2 separate regions of the Sus scrofa genome follow, and region 1 is linked to region 2. Evidence: chromatin contacts called from public HiChIP or PLAC-seq data. All regions are on one chromosome and are shown on one strand. Each heading gives the region's core, a stretch centred on a gene start, on an enhancer-like site or on the middle of the called end of the contact. The rest is flanking DNA. Distances are from core to core; before and after follow the strand shown. Region 1 overlaps TMEM184B (transmembrane protein 184B). Region 2 holds the start of LOC100523244 (casein kinase I).

Region 1 (2,920 bases), core at 377-2,876, 64 kb after region 2:
AGCAGGAGGCCAGTGTGCTGGAGTGCAGGATTGAGATGGAAATTAAGATCGGGCAGTCTTATGGTCAGCAGCTTATCCTCCCCTGGAGATGGGAGCTGTTGGAGGGTTTTGGGTAGAGGAGAGGCCCAGTCCGACTGATGCCTTAGGAGGCGTGAGAATGGCAGGGTCAAGGGTCAAGGGCAGAAGCAGAGAGATGGTCAGGAGCCAGTCCATTAAGCCAGGGGAGACATGCTGGGGGCTGGAGTGAGGTGTGGTCAAGGTCCGGTCACATTTTGAAGGTGGGTGTCGAGCCCTGGAGGGTTCTTCCTGACACCACCATTGATGCTGGAAGGAGGCTCACATCGTGCTTCCTTCTGTCTAGGCCCGCTCGTCGCCTGCTCTGAGGTTCTCTCAGGGAGCCCCCTGCTTCTGGGCACCATGACCGTGAGGGGGGCCGTGCTGGCCCCGGATCCAGCCTCGCCCACCACAGCAGCAGCCTCGCCCAGCATCTCCGTGATCCCCGAGGGCAGCCCCACGGCCATGGAGCAGCCTGTGTTCCTGATGACAACCGCCGCTCAGGCCATCTCTGGCTTCTTCGTTTGGACAGCCCTGCTCATCACCTGCCACCAGGTATCCAGGCCAGGGAGGAACCCCAGCCCTCTAGGGAGGTCCTGAGAGCTTTCTTGTCCAATAGAGAATCAGTTAGACCAGGTCAAGCTATGCTGGAGTAATAAGCAAGCCCCAAATCTCAGGGGCTTCAACCAGGAGAATCAGTTTCTCTCTCTTTTTTTTTTTTTAAAGTTTTTTCGCCTTTTTTTAGGGCTGCTCCTGGGACACATGGAAGTTCCCAGGCTAGGGGTCGAATCGGAGCTGCAGCTGCCAGCCTACACCACAGCCACAGCAACCCCAGATCTGAGGCACGTCTGTGACCTACGCCACAGCTAGGGCAATGCCAGATCCTTAACCCACTGAGCGAGGCCGAGGATCAGACCTGCATCCTCATGGATACTGGTCAGGTTCTTAACCTGAGGAGCCATAATGGGAACTCCGAGAATCAGTTTCTTGCTCAGCCTGCACAGTGCAGGTCAGGTTCCTTTTTGTGGCTCCAGCATCGTGCAGCTTCGAGACATTGTCTGTCTGACAACTGCGTGTCAGGAAGGGTGTGTGCGGAAGGCACTCTGGGCATTTAACCTTCTCAACCAGCAATGGCCCTTGTCGTTTCTGCTTACCTTCCGTGGGCCAGACCTGGTCATGCGACCAGCCTAAGCTGTAGGGGAGCCTGGAGACTGAGGAGGAACACAGGATGGCAGTGGTCCCTTGGTAGATGAGAACACTGACACCCAGCGAGGGAGGACGGAGGGAGAACTTGCCTAGTCACGAACAAGTTGGTGGCAGAGCTGGGACACAAGTCAAGTCTCCCGTCCCCCGTCGCCATCCCCAGGGAAGCTGCCTGAGGAAGCGGGTTTGAGGGTTGCCTAGTGAAGAGGGGAGGCTGAGCGTTCAGGTCCCAGCGTTCCCCTTCCCTTCTAGAACCCTAGTGCTTCCAAGGCGGTTGGCTCACAGCAGATGGGGAATTCTGTTCTCCTCCCAAGCCCAGGGCTTGGCTGGGCCAAGCATGAAATCATGGGAGCCGGGACAAGAGACTCTGGCTGTGGGACTGTGCAGCGTGGCTAGAGCAGTTCTTGGCATTTGTGCGTAGCTTTATTTTTACCCCTGCTTTCTAAAAACCACATTTCAACTTCCCAGGGAGGCAGGCAGCGCTGCCTCTGCTCAGCAGATGGGAAAATGAGACACAGGATGAGGACATCACTGCGGACCCTCAGCCAGGAAGAGCTTCCACCTTCTGTGGAAGTGAGGGGCCCTCCTGTCTCTCCCCATACACCCTGCGTCAGCTAAGGGCCGGGGTGGGCGGGCGACCACCTGGATGCCGGTGTTCTAGCTCCACGCCCCAGGGCCCAGGTGTTTAGAGAGGCCGGGTGGCGGGGGACACACACATGCACGCGAACAGCCCCTGCACCACGCGCCTGCGGTTCCCAGACCTGGCTGTGCACCCGAATCCCCAGGGAGCTTGTCACGGCTGCGGCTCCCCAGCCTGGCCCTGACTCATCTGCTCTTGTGGCCCGTGTCTGTGAGGTGGCTGCAAGCTCCACGCTCCCCTTGATTTGATGCTCACAGCAGCCTCGCAGTGGACGTTGTGTCGTTGCACTTTGCCAAGGGGCCGCTGATAAGGCTCGTTCCGCGCCCTGGGCCGGGCTCCTCCTCCAGTGGTGCCGAAGGGCTGAGGCAGCTGCGGGCACAGTCGGGGCTCCAGCTGACCCGGCCCTCTGCCCCCAGATCTACATGCACCTGCGCTGCTACAGCTGCCCCAACGAGCAGCGCTACATCGTCCGCATCCTCTTCATCGTGCCCATCTACGCCTTCGACTCCTGGCTCAGCCTCCTCTTCTTCACCAACGACCAGTACTACGTGTACTTCGGCACCGTGCGGGACTGCTACGAGGGTGAGGACGGCGCGGCCCGGGAGGGCTGGGTGGGAAGGGGGCTGCACGCCCCCCTTGTCCGGGAGCCAGGAGCCCCTCTTCCTGGCTTCCTCCCTGGCCTGGGGTGGGCAGGGAGCGGGGACGAGCATTTGCTCTGGGCAGAGAGGCATCCTAACCTGCGGGCCAGTCGGCAGGTGCCAGGGGCTGTGCAGGCGGCAGAGGCCAAGTGGTTAGAGGGTCTGCCCTGGAGGCAGGGACGGGGCAGGTACAGCCCTGCAGGACAGACAGGGCCCCCAAGACAGGTCACAGACCATCAGGAATATGGAAGAAGGGCCCTGAATTCAAGATCCCTGGTCTCACGCCCACCCTGCTCGTGGTCCTACGTTTTCCTGTTTCCTCCCGGACGCATACTGCCGCTTTCAGGTAGAGCAGCCAGGTGTGATTTCCTCATGCCAAGGCCAG
Region 2 (2,700 bases), core at 161-2,660:
AGTGATCAAGGTGAGTCCTTGGTTGTGGTCAAGGTGAGTGGCTGCTGCCCAGGCCAGCTGAGTGTGGCCAGGGCTCAGTGTGAGTTTGGGCCTGGAGTGGCAGTTCTCCCAGTGCTTCCAGAGAAATAGGGAATACGGACCTGTAATATGAAATCTTTCCATTTTAAAACGTTGGGAATTGGAGTTCCCGTTGTGGCTCAGAGGATTAGGAACCTGATTAGTATTCATGAGGATGCAGGTTTGATCCCTAGCCTTGCTCAGTGGTTCAAGGATCCCACGTTGCCGCAAGTGGTGGCCTGGGTCACAGATGTGGCTCGGATCAGGTGTGGCTGTTGGTGTGATATAGGCTGGCAGCTCCAGCTCCAGCTCTGATTCAACCCCTAGCCTCCTAGCCTGGGAACTTTCATATGTCACAGGTGTGATCCTAAAAAAGACCAAAAAAAAAAAAAAAAAGAGTTGGGAATTAACTAACAAGACAAAAGAAAAAACCAACAAACCCCACCACTTTGGCTGGTGACCCTCTCCTCTGGCAAAAGTGGCACTGAGGGCAGGTCCCCAGTTGAGTGCCCTAAACCTTTCCTGGGAGGCTGGTCCTCACTCTCCTGCTCTTGGAAATGAGCCCATGACAGACTCAGTTTCCCAAGGACCAATGGGAGAACAGAGTCAGCGCTGTGTGGTCTGGGGCCAACCCCTTCCCCTCTCTGAGCTGCAGCTTCCTGCTCTAGGAAAAAAGAACCTGGTCTGAGGGGCTCCTGCCAGTTTGGACAGTGTGTGACTAAGTCCCTCAAACTCAAGGAAGATGTGGTATTGTGAGAGTGACTCTTCGTGGGAGCCATGCTTCTGGGATTGGATGCAGTGCACTCCAGCATTTTCTGTGTCCACAGCCTCAGCTGTATGCTGAGAATGGACATGTGTCATAATTTGGAGCTTTGCATGGTCCAGTGTAAATGTCATCGCCTTAATAACTATGCTTTGGAAGCCAGTAGAAAGCCTTAATTAATTCTTGGTGACCAGGAGAGGGACTGGTGCTCTTTCTCGATTTGCAGATTAGGAAGCCCAAGCCCCGAGCTGGGAGGGGACTTGGCTAAAAGTGTACCCACTTGGGACCTTGATTCAAGTGTTGGTCCCATAGCAGTGTGTGGGGTCCCTCATTAAAGAGGACTGGGATTGAGGTCAGCTCTGTGCCCATCACAGTTTGAGCTACTGGAGGAGGAGAAGGGAAGGGTCTTTGGCTTTGATTTTTCGGTAGGGGGATAGCACAGCACAGCTCCAGCTGCCTGTCTGGGCCTTTTGTCAATGTCCCTCCACCTCCTGCCGTCCTGTCCTGTTAAATCGTTGGCCCCTGAATCAAACTGGCCTGTGTGCTCTGCAGCACTCGGAGCCCCTAACTCACTAAACATTTTCCTTTTGCAGGAACCCACAAAAACACCCGCCTTCCGAGGGGCCCACTGCAAGGAGGTGAGAGGAAAGAGAACCTGGCCGAGGGAAGAGGAGGCTCTGAGTCTAGAAGACCCCAGCTTTCTGTATGCCCTCCTCCTCCCCACCCCCACCCAGGCTTTTCCACCTGTACCCCCATTGGCTCAGGGTGCTAGTGTCTGTGTGTGCTCTCAGGACCCACACGTAAGACTCCCTTCCTGCAAGGAGCTCCTCGCCAGCCTGGGGGTGGAGGGCGTGTTTCCTGGCTACAGACACCCCCCACCCCGCCCCCGCCCCAGCGTCCCCGGGAGCGGAGGGCTCGGGCCCTTTAAATCCTCCGGGGCGGCGGCGGGCCGGGGATGACATCACCGGGCGGGCCCGGGGCTCAATGGGAACCGGCGGGCGCGCGCCGGGCGGGAGCGCGCGAGCCGGCGGCGGGGGCGGGCAGGAGGGCCCGGAGGAGGGAGGCGGTGGCGGCGGCGTTGAGAACCTAGAGCCTGAGCCCGGCCGGGGCCGAGCAGAGCGGTGCGCGGCGGCGGCAGCGGCGGCGGTAGCTGGGCCGGGAGAGGCTGGCGCGCCGGGCGGCTCTGCGAATCCTCCGGCATCCGCCCCGGCGGGTCGCCCCCGCCCGCGGCAGCCCCCGAGCAGCGGCCCGGCACCGGCGCCTTCCCGGCGGGGTAAATATTGGGGGTCCTCGGGCCCGCGGAGGGGCGCAAACCTGGGGGGAAACCGGACTCCCTCCGCCTCTTTGTTTTTGCGCGAGAGGGAGGGGAAGGGAGGGCGGACACACGCGCGTTCGCACTCGGGTATGGGGGGGCAGCCCGGGCGCCGCCCGCTCGGCCCGGCGAGGACAAAGGCGCGGCTGGGGACGAGGAGGAGAAGGAGGAGGGTGACTATTATTTTGCAGGCTTGCCCGGGAGAGCCCCCCGCCCCCGCCAGTCCAGCCCGCCTCCCCCTCCCCCAGCTGGACCCTTCAAGGCCCCAGCCACCCGAGGTGGCCACCCCGGGCTGAGATTTGGGGACGCTGAGGGAGGGGCTCCTGGACGAGGGTGCTGGGGACACCCGATACTGTTGATTCGGGATCCCCGACCAGACCCTGGGCTTCAGCAGGCTCCACCAGACTATCAGCAGCGTCCCCCACCCCTTCGCTCCTGGGTCGGGTGCTCCAGACCTAGGGGTCAGGAGGGCTGCTCCCGCACGATGGATGGGGGCGCTTGGGGGCCCTAGGGTGATGGGGTGTGTGGTCACCCAGCCACCGATTCTCTTTTCCATTGTGGAGAGAAA

Evidence for each region. HiChIP or PLAC-seq counts read pairs in DNA pulled down with a chosen protein or histone mark.
Region 1: an H3K27ac HiChIP or PLAC-seq map of skeletal muscle shows a contact between it and region 2, with 2.0 times the contacts expected there. The contact joins the enhancer-like site here to the promoter of LOC100523244 in region 2. A contact is called at or near these places in 4 of 47 Hi-C or Micro-C datasets (blood, embryonic fibroblasts, fetal heart ventricle and 1 more) and 2 of 2 datasets of contacts at active chromatin or transcription factors (alveolar macrophages and skeletal muscle).

The regions. Positions count from the first base shown.
Region 1 is chr5:9,657,050-9,659,969 of Sscrofa11.1, forward strand. It overlaps TMEM184B (transmembrane protein 184B), which reads left to right. Exons shown (of 10, transcript XM_005655511.3): 2 at 362-609; 3 at 2,314-2,479. The coding sequence starts at 418. Among named protein-coding and RNA genes, the nearest start is that of TMEM184B, 25 kb to the left of the region's middle. Within about 2 kb of position 1,627, at least 2 of the 83 cell types and tissues checked have an H3K27ac peak or open chromatin away from gene starts, as enhancers often do. A contact at or near this core is called in skeletal muscle, where this site is marked.
Region 2 is chr5:9,593,051-9,595,750 of Sscrofa11.1, forward strand. LOC100523244 (casein kinase I) reads left to right here and starts at 1,411. Exons shown (of 10, transcript XR_002343899.1): 1 at 1,411-1,458.